Linked DNA regions of Oryzias latipes: region 2 is linked to region 1. Evidence: chromatin contacts called from public Hi-C data. All regions are on one chromosome and are shown on one strand. The core of a region is the stretch at or near the end of the contact, and the rest is flanking DNA. Distances in the headings are between cores, read along the strand shown. Region 1 overlaps jarid2 (protein Jumonji). Region 2 holds the start of jarid2 (protein Jumonji).

The links. A called contact is a pair of places that touch in the nucleus more often than the background predicts.
Region 2: a contact with region 1 is called in a Hi-C map of embryo, with 2.7 times the contacts expected there. The contact joins the promoter of jarid2 here to the enhancer-like site in region 1. A contact is called at or near these places in 2 of 5 Hi-C or Micro-C datasets (embryo and fibroblasts).

Annotation. Positions count from the first base shown.
Region 1 is chr11:23,742,346-23,749,296 of ASM223467v1, reverse strand. jarid2 (protein Jumonji) reads left to right here. Exons shown (of 18, transcript XM_023960183.1): 6 at 2,706-2,950; 7 at 6,613-6,951. Among protein-coding and RNA genes, the nearest start is that of dtnbp1, 46 kb to the right of the region's middle. Within about 2 kb of position 5,091, at least 5 of the 8 cell types and tissues checked have an H3K27ac peak or open chromatin away from gene starts, as enhancers often do. A contact at or near this core is called in embryo, where this site is marked.
Region 2 is chr11:23,830,835-23,837,747 of ASM223467v1, reverse strand. jarid2 (protein Jumonji) reads left to right here and starts at 3,038. Exons shown (of 18, transcript XM_023960183.1): 1 at 3,038-3,613. The coding sequence starts at 3,569.

The sequences.
Region 1 (6,951 bases), core at 3,842-6,341:
AATTGATTACATTTCTTGGTCTGAAATTCCTTTAAATACAATGCATTATTATTATTATTATTAATATTATTAAATTGCAGCATCTAATAGTGTAGGAACTCTGGATGCTGTAAGCTTGGTGTTCTGTACTACTGTCAGGAACATTATTTGTGCCTGGGATAAGTCCTTGTTTGTCCTCTTTGGCTTTGCTGTCCTTCCACCTGTCTGCTCGTGTTCAGGAGTCACAAGCTTTTTCTCACTAACGCATCTTCTGGTTGGGGCTAAACCTCCTTATCCTTGGACATGTTTTCAGGTCACATTGTTGTTATAGGGGTGGGTAACTTGGGGGACCGCCCATAATGCTCCAAGGTTTACACAGTTGACATTGGTTCTGTTGATATGCTAATATCCCTGTGACTGACTTTGTGTCTCTGTTTTCTTCCCCATAGCAGGTCCTATGCCTAGGCCATGCTTTTATTTGTGTAGGTGTCTGTCCTGTCCTCTCACCGCTCATCGGGTTGAGGCAGCTGGCTGGTCTCACTCAGTCTGCTTCTGCTGGAGATGTCTTCCTGTTAAAAGGGAGTTTTTTCTTTTGGTTGTTCAACCCACAACAGGGGGTTTGAAATTGAACTACCGTATTTTCCGGACTATATGTCGCTCCGGACTATAAGTCGCACCAGCCCAAAAATGCATTATAAAGTAGAAAAAAACACAGATAAGTCGCACTGGACTATAAGTCGCATTTTGACGGGACATTTATTTGACAAAATCTGAGACCAAGAACTAATAAGTTCCACAACCTCATATGACACAATCATAGCAGACTGTTTATCTCATAATTTCACAGTAATTCTTTCTCAAACTTATTTATTTATTCCTTTCATGAAGCATCATTGGCCAACTAATACTCTGTTTTCATCCTGTATTTGTAGAAACAGTTGTCATTTTTATTGCATTTCTGAATCTATGAAATCATTGGAAAATAGAATATTATGTTTTTAGCCTTCAAGATCTTACTGTAAAAAAGGTTTGCTGATTCTCTGAGTCACCTAACATCCTCTTAACACTTAACATACCTCATACATCAAATTGACCCAGGAACATCATCTCTGTTCCTCACAAATGAACATAACAGGAGGGTTAACAATGTATTTATTTCAATTTAGTTCTAATATAAGTCCCTGCGGAGTATAAGTCCCACCCCTTGCCAAACTATGAAAAGAAGGGCGACTTATAGTCCGGAAAATACGGTATATATTTATCTTTATGCCTTTTATAAATTAGAATTGCATGTTTTCAGTTAGAGAAGACTAATTAAAATAATCTACATTAAACACAGTTGAAGGGCAGTTGAGGCAGATTTCTAATTTGTTGGTTTAGTTTGCTCTTTTACAAACTGCCTTTATAGAATATATAGATCCTGAAGTAGAGCCTTTTAAATTGGCTTGTATTGAGTTTGATAAAAGCAAACTGGAATGTTTTTGTCTATTATTAAATGAAACTCGATTATAATTGGATTGAATTGGATTTGTCTGAACTTTGTTGTGAATTTGCACATAAACCAATTTTTTGGATTTGGATTGGACTGACACGTATTGGTATTGGTCTGTACTGATTGGCTTATATGTGAATGGACAAGATCCCTACAGATTATTGGATTGGAAGTGCCTTGTGAGCCCCTTAACAAAAACGGACTAATTTACTACCACTTTGAAACCGTAAATCACAAACAGATGGACTCTTCATCTACTGCAAATCTACAAAAATGTGTCAAATTGTTCCCCATAAAGAGATGTTTACTGTCTGCCTCTCTACCTTCCTTTAACCCATTTGAGAATGTAGACCCAACATTAAATCTACTTAAAGTTTATTTGAACATTTTGCCACTTCTATATCATCTATTTATCTACGTGGAACTAGAACATTGCTGTTTTTCCTCAAAGACATAAAGGTGCCTGGCCTTTTCTCAAAGCAGGCCTTCGTAATAGGCAAGACTGTGTTTTCTTGTTGTCATAAATATTATGTGACCTATGTTTCCAAAGAGATGTTTTGTTGCCTCAAAACAACAAAATCTTGGGCCTTGTTTCTTACCTGTACAGCTTACCTGTATGTTGATATGGAAGCCAGTTGCAAATCCTGTGTGTTAATCTCTTGATTTTCCTCCCAATATGTTTTTCCAAAATGTTTAAATTGATTCAAAGCAAAACATCAGTTTGACGAGCTGTTACCAAACTTGAAGCGTGTCAAACTGGAGAACCCTTGCTGTTTAATTGAGGCTTTTATTGTGAAAGATGTGCATGCATTCTACACTGTATATTTCAGCAAACATGACGGAAACAAATGAAAAAATCTTCCAGAATGAATGAATGAACTGAATGTTATATCAGTAAAATGAAGCATTACAAATGCAATGTTTTGATGTTCAGCATGCACATAACAATGAAAAGTATGTTTTTTTTCTTCCCCTTCCACCGACTTCCTGTGTGGTCTTAAATGGAGACTGGCTTTCACTTTTCATGTTAATGCTTCTTAATCCAACAGGCCCTTCAATCAGATGCTAATATTTGAGGAAATACTGTAATTGTTCCACGCTTCCTCCTAAGACATAAATACTAAAAGATTAGCTCCTTAAGAATGTTGCTACACATGTTAGGGTCCTCTATTGATCACTGATCACGTTTGCATAATTCCTGATCTGACGTGTTCCTCCTGCTTCTTCCTTCCAGTTTTCCACAGCCACACTAAAGCAGGGACCAGGGAAAGCCCGAGGCCCAAGGCAGGGACACATAGCAGGGATGCACCCGCTCCACCGCTGCCACCTCCTCCACCCCCACCTCATCCCCTACTGAGGGAGCGCAGTGAACGGGCAGAGGCCCGGGAGCACGCCAGGGAGCTACAGGCCATGGCCAACGCTCGCGGCTCGGCTAACGGACTTCCTCCACGAAGGGCGGCTGAGGAGCTACGGAAGCAGGTAACCCTAGTGTGACGTTCCCTGGAATGTAGAACAACCCCAATTTAGCCGGAGTTCTTTAATTCACACGTTGGCTACATCCCTTTTTTAACTTCCCTTCTGCAATTTCTCCAAATGAAGCTTCTTCTTTGTTTTTTATAGCCGGTTTCATGTCATTTTTTCCTGTGGTCTTCCTCTTCCAGCACGTATCTTTTTATAATCTTCCACATTCTCTGCTCTTGCACTCCTCCTCTTCTCCATCCATTGTGTCTGGGAGAGTAATGATTATGTTTTGGCCTGCCGCGACTGCAGCTATATTTAGTAGTGCTGGCGAGGGGCTATGAGATCCTGCCTCCCTCACAGCGGCAGGTTTCAAGGAACCCCACCAAGTCAAATACAAAAACGACTTTAATGAGAAACCAGCAGCTTTTTTTTGAATTAGTGAATGAAAAGAATAGGGGTTACCTGTGCCTTTATAGTGTGTCATCCTCTTTCTTTTGTTTGCAGTAGTGTTCTCTTTTTCTTTGACTGTTAGCATGTCAGCCTCTAATGCTTATTCCTGTTGTTATGGTCTGCAGCCTCTGGGGCTTCAGGTTTGTAGAAGGTGCTGCGATTGATTACCCCACAGTAGGGCATTGCCATGCCAACACAAACTGCTTTCCTTCAAGTTTTTCGAGTTTTCTTCATTGGATTTTCCTCTTTTGGACAGACCACGTGTTGGCAGACCGCTCCCATCCAGATTGAATCTTTTATTTTCCTAATTGCGGTCCTTCCATGCTAAGAATGTCAATGTGTGCAGCGACAGAAGCACGTTTACACACTTGAGCAGCCGTGAAAAAACGGACTCAGCTGTGGAAAAGGTGAAGTATTCACACACAGCTCTGAGACCAACGAGGTTTTGCAGCAGAAACATGTTACAGGGGCTCGTTCGTGTTTATCTGCATCTCTTTAGACTTCTTCAAATTGCTGGTTGGATCAGCTTTGTCTGCTGTGGACCAACTTTTGGCTCTCGGTTCACTTGCAATAGACTCCGTGTGTGTGTGTGTAATGTCAGGCCTACCCTGCCATGCAGTTTTAATCCATAAGCGGATGAGGACAGCAAAGACATGCATAGATCCATTTGTTTGCAGAATAGGGCGTAGCAGGGAGCTTAGGTCCGCCAATTGTAGTTTCTACAATTTCTTCAGAAAGGCAACGTCGGCTTAATTTTCTTAATTTATGACCTCCATGATCAGAAACGGGATTGCTACAAAAACGGCTACAAAACTCTGTTTATGTTGGAGCTTCAATCTGTGAGCATGAATTAGGTCCAAAAAAAATAACCCTTTTATGTCAAAAACGGTAGAGACAGACATCCAGATCTGAAACAATAACTAAAGCAGCAACTTTTCTTTCTCTCCCCCCCTTTTGACATCCACCTAGACTGGGGAGTCACACTCTTCCCTTCCTTTCAGTCAGACTCCGGCAAATGTTGCGTGTTGGAAGGAGAAAAAAAAATCCTTCCAGGCCTCGGCTGGGCTATAGCAACAGATGATGTCATGTAGACCCACCTACTTGTCCTATCTCCCTTCCCCACTCACGTGATGCCCAAATCCACTTCTGTGTTTTAGTTTTTCTCTCTCCCTTTAAATTAATTATCCCAGACTCTTCATCTTTCTTTCCTGTCTTTTCTTCTTTCCTTCAGTCTCTGACCCTCCATGCCAACCCAACCCCCCCCTTTTTCCACCAGACCAAATAATAACCTTCCAGCCCTCCTGGTGAGAAGCAGCCCACTGAGCCCTCCTGTGGCAGGATGTGGTCATTACACCTGGGTTTGTCCACATTTGTCAACCCGAGTCTGTTTAAGGATTCAAGCTGCAAAAGCAGACATTAATCTGCTTGATGAAAAGCTTGTCCCTGATTGATGAGATTTCCCTCCTTTTTGAAAGAGTGCGTGCATGTTTATGGGGTGTGAAATGCATTATGAGCCTTTCAAAAGCGCTGTATTTATATTTACGCACATCACTGCTGCATGCAACTTCCACCTCTTTCATTCACATCATTCCCCCCTCCTCCACAGCGAGGGCGCTTTTTCTGCGTGTGATTGACGGAGGGAGAGTGACGTTTCAAGCCCTCCCTTGTCTTCTATTGGCACGGACTTTGTGCCATCCCCCTGCAACCTGAAACCAACACAATGCGCACGCACAAACACTCGCACAGCAACTCTTAAAAAGGCGAACCTGTCAATGGGGCCGGCTGTCAGCTCCCTCCTGTGGCGCCCCAGCTGTGATTGATAATTCCATCTTTCCCTTCCCTCCCCCTGTCCATGTGACTCGAGCCTCTCTAAACAGAGCAGTTAAATTAGTTAAATAAGAGGTTGGAGCACCAAAATAAAAGCAGAAACGGATACAGACATGCAGTCACAGTTGGCTTTAAATGTTGTCTCCACGGACGGGATAACTGTTTCCTTTCCGAGATCTCTCTCCACCAAAGTGTTACCAAACTACATGTAAAGCCTGACTGAAATATTCTCTTTTCATTGACACAAACATCCTGTTCCATGCTGTCCTGCCATCTCCTTCAGGAAACCATTGAGCTCTTCCGGTTTCTCCTGTTTGTGTCTTTCCTTTTTTTGGAGTGATTGCCAACAACAGTTTTTCACTTTTTCTGCTTTTTTTCCTGCCTCCTTCTAGACTGTAGTCTTGCCAAATGTTTATATCATTGGTCACCGACCTTTTTCAGGCCACGGATCGGTTTAACATCAGACAATATTTTCACAGACCGACGCTGACGTGGGCGTCCAATTATTATTATTATTATTACTTTTAAGAATAAAGTTTATCTACATCCTCAACCTGTATCTGGTTTAAACTTCGTTTATACACTAGATTTGATGTAGAAACCATTCTAATTTGATGGATTTTTGGATTTTTCTTTAACTGTCAACGTTAAAGCTAAAACATCCGACGGCCACTTCAGCCTTTAAGATGCAATGGAGGAACATTTTCTTACCATTTCAGCAAATTTATCAGCAGCGTCCGGGTAACGTTAGACAGCCGGTTGTTGAATATTATCCATTATGATTATGTGTAGGAACAACTCTCGCAATAAATCCACTTTTGGAGTAAAGACTCCTGATTTTTGTTTGTGAAATGCAGCTTTCTTTTATTTTGAACTGGAGGTTTCTTCTGTTTCCTTGCTGGTTCTTGTCTGCAAAAAGAATCTTTCCAAATTTGTTTGTTTTCGTTAACTTTGCTGGCGTTGTGGCTTCAATTTAGCGGTGGACGCAGCCGCTTTAAGAAAGTAGTGGATGAATTTTCAACACGTGACCAAAAGGCTCGACATGCGTCAAGAAGGAGTCTGACGTGGGGGACAATCCAGAAGATTTTCAAAATAAAACTTCCTTCAGAATCAGTTATAAGTAAAACAGGGAAAACTGTAGGTTGGGTTTTTTTTTTTTTTTTTTTTTTTTGCGGCTTGGCACCAACTGTTCATGGACCGCCGCCTGGGGTTTGGGAACTGCTGCTTTTGTGCACTGAAAAAGTTCTGGTTTCTACAAATGTTTCTGACCTGAGCTGCCAGATGTTTCACTCTGCAGCTGAGAGTTTAGGACTTTCCTGTTCTTCCTGTTATTTCTTTTCCACTTTGGTAATGTAATTGTTCAGTTGATCAAACTTTCATCGTTTTCTTTCTTTACATTTTAGGTTTCGAAAGTGAATGGGCTGATGCGAGCGAACTCGGCACAAGCTGCTGGTGTTTCCAAGAGGAGCCGCGACATCCGACTGCCGTCCAAAACTGTGAAGAAGTACACAGCCACCGTGTCCAAGGGCCACGTCACATACACCAAAGCCAAACTGAAAGAACTGGGCAAGAAAACCAAACTCAGCAGCAGCAACAAACATAACAACGCCGCCTCGGCAACATCTTCAGCGAACAATCACAATCAGCACAGCCAGCCAGCAGCCAGCAACGGGCTGGCCAACTCAGGAAAAGCAGCAGCACCAGCCCATCACAGCAATGCAAAAACCCGCAAACAGGTGCTA
Region 2 (6,913 bases), core at 1,789-4,288, 91 kb before region 1:
AACCTTAGTGCGGTTCAGTGGTGGTATGAATAACACAAATCAGAAACCAAAGGAGAACCAAGAAAATAATGCTGCTTTTTTACTACAATTGTCTCATAGGTAGAGTTTTGTTGAAATGGGTGGAGAATGCTAATAATTCTTACACCTTCAGTTGGTTTAGTTTACTTTCACAATAACTGCTCCATTGAGCAAACAAAATAACAAAATGGTCAATGGGTTGCAGAAAAAATCTTTAATTTTAAAATAAAACCAAGAAAAAAAAAAGCTTATCTAGCCCTCTATCTTGAATTAATAAACTCCCCCCCCCTACACCATGTGTTCCTACCAGATATGTTTGAATGTTTTTCATTATTTACACTTTTTCAAATTTCCACATGAGATCTCTTGTTGCTTGCTACTTCTAACGCACAAAAATCTTATCAACACGTGAGTTGAGAGTTCAAGCTGACCCAGGTTCATTTGTTTTAACTATGACAAAGGTTTTCCGGTTGCAAAATGAAGACTATTCGAAATGAAAGGAATCCTGGTGTGACTCAAATTTGCCAGTGTGAATGTGAATAAATGGGAATAAAGAAGGTACAGTGCATTGTGAATCTGTAAGTTAGATGTATAAAAAAGGTGAAAGCACTTGTAGAAGTCAGAGAACTCTTTTTTTTTAATTTTTTTCTATACCTTTTGGTCCCATAAAGGCTCCCAAGCAGACAAGCCACCAAACAGTTATTGTAATGATTGTGTCATTTGTTTTTTCTTCTAAGGATACAAAATATGAAATCAGACTAACCTAAATGATGCAAAAATTAAAGGCCCCTTTTAGGTAAATGTAAGAATTATTTTTTTAAATGTCATTCATATAGAGAAATAAAGTTTTCAAGATGAGAAGTTTCTGTAATTAATAAATTAACTATACCGTTTGAGATTGTTTGAATACAATGTTAGTGTGTCTGTGTGTGTGGGGGGGGGGATTCCTTTGCATGCAAATGTGGGCACTTCTTTTGTTTATTGCCCATTTAAATAGTTTATTTTTCCTGTTTGTTTCTCTCTTTCAACAACAGCTATCTAGAACTGCAGGCAAAGTGGCTGTAAATGCGTCACTGACATTTGTTATCATTATTTTTACCTTTCCCTCCACATTTTCAGATGTGAAAAAACAGAATTCATCAGATATGTTAACCTTCAGGAGAAGATTTGATTCTTCACAAGAAACCTTGGTGTATTTTTCAGATTTTTCTAAATCAGAACACAGACATGATCAGATAACGGTTATGAGATAATGCTGTTTAAATCATAATCATGCTATTTATTTGCTTAAATCTGATAATTAGAGAATTTAGATAATGATCTTTACTGTGCATGTTAATTGGCTTTTTAGAAAAAATGCAATACATTGTTTGAATCACTAATTTTAACATAATGAACCACAAAAAGTAGGAACATGTGTGTTGTAGATAATTTCTCTGTTCATAGTGCTTCTCGGGAACCATTTAGAAAACATTTTTAAACTTCTGTTTAAATGGTGCACATTTAAAAGGAGAAATTTGGCAAACTGTTCATGCACGTACTTATCTTGGCTGCTAATCCCACAACTGCATGTTCCTTACAATTGGGTTATCGTTTAGAAGAGAGACAAAGAGGCTTTTCAACAGTTTAACATTTAATTCCAAGCATTGCTGTAAAACATAACCCACCAAACACAATTGCTGGTACTTATGCATTAGCATTCCACCTCAAGAGGTTTTTCTACTTCTTATATTGCAGAGATTAAAAATAAAAACGGATTGAAATTGATTTGACCCGTTAGTATCCAGCGAATAGGGTTACCATTCCACCGCTACATTTGTTTGCCAGTTTCTGTTTTGACATTTTCAGTAAAATGTGAATTCGGAACTTCCTTACAATTTTGTGTCTGAATTCCTTCACTATTCAAGATCGAGTGGCCCAGAAACTTCCTAGAAGTATCTGTGAAAAACCAGTGTTCAAACGCAATGCATTGTGGTCTATATTTGCAATCCAGTGAGCATTAATCCACACTGGCAGAGACTTCTGGGAAGTTTGTAGGGCAATTGGTTTTGGAATTGTAGATTCGGACAGCACTACAAAATCTCGAACACAGTATATAGTGAGTATTGAAGAATTCGGACATAGCTCCATTTTTTTTTGGTGCTAAAAACGGCATTACCATAACAAAAGTCCACAGGCAGCGATCATGCAATAGACCAAAAGATGATCCGAGTGGAGCTTTAAGGTTCTGAAAGTCATGTAAATTTACGTAAGCTTGTATAGCACTTTTCTACCTTCCTCGATGGCCCAAAGCACTTTCCAGTCACAAACTCATTCACCCATTCACACACTGAACTCCATAGGCTCCAACCTTGCACCAGAGGCAAGGTAGGGTTCGGTGTCTTGCCCAAGGACACTACGACACATGGGCGGAAATTGTGTTTGGTGGGTTATGTTTTCCAGCAATGCTTGGAATTAAATGTTACACTGTTGAAAAGCCTCTTTGTCTCCCTTCTAAACGATAACCCAATTGTAAGGAACATGCAGTTGTGGGACACATGGGTGGGAATCAAACCTGCTATCCAAGGTCGACCACCCTACCACTGCACCATGGCCGCCCATGTAGCTACTGGTTGTTTGTATCCTTAAGCTTCCATTGGCTCTAGCCAGTCACAATTCAGAAGTAGTTCTCAGAATTGCTGGGGGCTGCATAATATTGATTTTGTGACAGAAGCCTGTGGGCCGGTGGCCGCACTTGGCCTATGGGTCGGACTTTGGACATGCTTGCTGTAGACAAAACACCCTTATGCAGAAATACCCACATTCCCTTACTTGCTGTGGTACATTTTTCAAACCAAAACACGAAATAGACTACATATAGAGATGGATTCTCCTTTTTCCATCCCATTTTTTAACAAACGCCCCACGGGGGAACGAAACAAGCGGCCAGCTCGCGAGGGCTGTCTCTCCGGGACTTTGAAGTTGCCGCTCCGCGCTCGTGCGCCTCCGTGATAGGCGGAGAGGCGGAGGCCGGGGAAGAAAGGAGCTGCTCTCAGTCAGCAGAGCAGTGCCGCTGGAGAGCTCTGTCGATGGTTGCGGGCTCCAGCCAGAAACACCGCGATTCCTAACGTTTTGTTTTTTTATTTTTCTCTTTTTATTTATTGCTTTCTCACGATGTCATACCGGGCAGGATGTGACTTGCTGACCTAACCTCGGCTATCTGCATGTTTTCGAGACGAGCGGGTGCGCAGAGTGGCCGAGCTGTTCGGGCGAATGGAAGTTATTGTTGTGCATTTGTTTTGACTATGTTACCCCCAAGTAAGTTTGGGTCCAGTCCGTCTCTGTCCGTCGTCGACTCTTGAATCGTGGGGATTTAGCTCCGACTTCTCCGAGGAGAGAACACCGCCGGAGGATTCCTGCAGCCTACGGCCAGCGAGCTTTTCCGACCGAGCCGGGGATTTAAATCGTCATTTGGCGGAGAGCTCCGGGAGAGGCGAGAGTCAAAAGAAAGAAGAAATTCATGTGGCCATTCTCTCTATAGCCAAACATTTTTTTTGGGTGGGATTGCATAATGAGCAAGGAAAGACCTAAGAGGAATATCATTCAAAAGAAATATGTAAGTAAACCCTCTTTTTTTCCTCCTAAATGCAGCTCCTGTATTCAAGTTCGCTCGGCTCGCCTCGATGAAAATGCACAAACTTTCATCGCGGGCTGTGAAGGTTACCGTCAGGCAGCTTTGTGGGGTTGTTTCCATTAAATGTGAGCTTTTGTCGGCGTGTCAGCGCGGATCTGGCCGTGAATTTAAAGGTGCAGCTCGTGTTTATTCTTCGATACCCCCCCACCCCCCCATGTTTTATGCTATCTGAACACGGGCTGCTTTTCGCTCGTTTCGACTCGGTTTTTTCACGCGCGACAGCGGGAGGCAACGCGTCTCCTGGGTCGTGTTTTGGGGGTCGTGGATGGAGAGCCGTGGTCAGACGGAGGGTCTCAGAAAACTGGGCTTTTGTTCGACCCCCTCGCTTCTTGCTACTCGAAGCAGCGCAGACGAGCCTGTCGGCCATAGCTCGGCTTCCATTTCGTCCCATGCTGAGCGTTTCATCTCGGCTTGTAACCGAGCTGCTGGAGGACTAGGTCGGCCAAATCAGAGGCGTTGTCGTATCTCTAAATGTGTATATAATTCACGTTTAGGGTGAAATAGGTGTCGTTTTTTGGTGGTGGTGGTGGGGGGGACTGACTGCATGCTGTGGCGGCTCTTTAATTTCCTCCATAAAGAGTGAGGCAGCGCAGAAGGGAAGGGGGGTTACGCGAATCCGCATTCTCACCCAATTTCTATCACGTTACACGACGAAGGTTACTTTCTTTTTGGGGTTTATATATGTTTTTAGCCTATTACCCTCTCGACCAGGTGACGGGCGACAGGCTGCCGGTATTTTAGCTGTGACCTCTGTGAAGGTGCCGCTCGGTGAGGGGGCAACTCCATTTTTTTCAGCACTAAGGCTAGCTTGCCAACCTTTTAGGTATCGACCTCAACGGCTGAATTCCTGCCGAACGGAACGCCGCTCGGTCGGCCTGTTTGAACGCGGTGCTCCTAAATGACCCAGTCTTCTCCCACTCCCCTCCTTTTTTTTTAAGAGTCTGTGTTCAGTCGCATTGCAGAGGCTTATGTATGTAGCGACCATTTTCTTTTTTGTCCGAGTATCGCTGAGTTTGATGGGAAGGGCTGCTCCATGCTCCTTTTTGGGGGTTCAAAAGTAGTTCGGCTAGTTTTAACCCGAGCCCACCGCATGACTCATACACGTATATATTATTATATATTTTTTGAAATTTCGGATCAGAGTCCGTGACTTTACACGAGAAGTTTATTGCACTTCTGATGTAATGATTGCTGACCCAAACGGACAACATGTATTGTTTAAAAAGCCCCATTAAGTCAGCAGAACTCAAAGACCCCCCCCCCCCCCCCCCCGCAGTGACCTCAACAAAACGACACGCGGAGTGGCTCATAAAGAAAATAGTTCCCCATGTGGGCGTTTAAAATCCACGAATAAAACCCCCCAAAACGAATTGAATTCTTATCCATAGATGCAAAAAAAAGATTTTTTTTCAGAGTATTTTAGTTTTATTGGTTCCTAATAGGAAGCTTGGTTGTATATTTTGTCTCAATTACCAGCAAGGACGACTCATGCAAATGCATCCTTATCTGCATTCCACTGATGATGATTTTACTTCTAACATGTTGGTGCCAGTTTACCTGCTTTTATTGATGGGAAACGGTCCATATCTGGGATTTTTGAAATGCCAGTGAAAGTAGCAGAGCAGTCATTTCTTTTAGTCATAGCACTGACTCAGCTGTGATCTTTTTCTGACCATGCAGTTTCATGTAGTGATGTTGCAACAAGAGGCCTCGCCTGCTCACATTTTTTCACCCAATCGGGCTGTTTTCTAGTAACTCTGGGCCGAGAAAGCAGGATGTTGTGGAAATAGTGACTCAATCAAATAAAAGTCCTGGTTTAGAATGGAGCCATGGACTTTCATGTTTTTTTTTTTTAGGAATAAACGTATAGCTTTTGGCGTCAAGTCCTAATTTGCCTAGTGTTGAGACTTAAAGTTGGCTAATTGTGCAGCTTAAGCACAGGAAACACATTTCAGTTCTGAATATATATGCATGTGTCACATCTGTCATGTGTTTTCAGCAGTTGCGGCTGATCCATTACGTCTGGTCCAGACCAAAATAAGCCTTTAAGAAAGTATTTTATTTTTATTTTTTACAACAACCCAGAGAAGTTCTGGTCCTCTTGTAAACCCTCCAGGCTTTGAGACATGACCCTTAGTGACCCCCTCCCCCTCCTTTACGGCCCCCTAATTAGCGTAAGACAATTAGACATGCTTGGCTCAACCATTTCCCCCCTGAAACATAAGTGTGAGTTGTTGCCCCCCATTCACCCCCACCTCCTGTACCCAACAAGCACGCATTGTTGACAACTGATATTAAAATTCATCAGTCATAAAATGATTTAAAATGGGGGTGGAGGAGACCCCTAATAAAAGCAAACGGGGCTTGGCCGTAATCGTTTTTCCACCAGGGTCACAAACGAGGATGTGAGCAGGTCTTGGGCGCCCCGGCGGTCCCTTTTGGAGGGTATCGGCTCACCTTTGTTTCTGCTCTTCGGCGGTTGAAGGGGGGTAAAGATTGTGTAATGACTATTAAGCTCTAATGCGTGGCTGTGTTGTTGTGTCTAACGAAACATGACACACACTTTTGAGTGTGTGAGCAGAGGGCGAGTGCAGCGCTGCGCGGGCAGGGCCATTTTGTGCAGAGTCGGCTCTTCCTGTAGGCCCCAGCTGGGGCCAGGCCTCCGACTCAAAGGGTGTGTGTGTATGTGTGTGGGTGTGTGTGTGGGACGAACCAGCTGCTGCAGAGACCTTTACAAATGTAAAGAGGCTGTCAGTGTTTGTTTCATCAGACTCACAACTGATGAGGGCCAAGTTGAAAATCCACTGCACTGCGAGTGTGTGTGCTGGGCCTGCACAAAAAGAAGAAACAAAAATAGAGAGAATGGGGAGTGCATAGGCAAAGACCCCCCCTCCCACCCCTTCTCTGTATTTTCCTCTCTATCTAACCCCCTCCTTCTCTTTGCATCTCTCCATCTCGCTCCTTTCGTTCTTGGCTGTCCGAATGAAATGTGGGGCTGGTGGAAGGACGTGAGGGGGGTCACAAGGTTGTTGTTTTTTTTCACCACGCTTTAGCTGCAGTCCGCTTCATTTCACCTTCTGTTTTAATGCAAATTCTTTTATCATGATCTCCCTGGTCCTCGTGTGTGCAACATGGAAGAGCTCAAACCCGAAGCGCGGTGCGGTGAAGAGCGACGTTTTTTTTTTTTTTTTTTTTTTTACTGCTCCTTGATTGGATTCCACG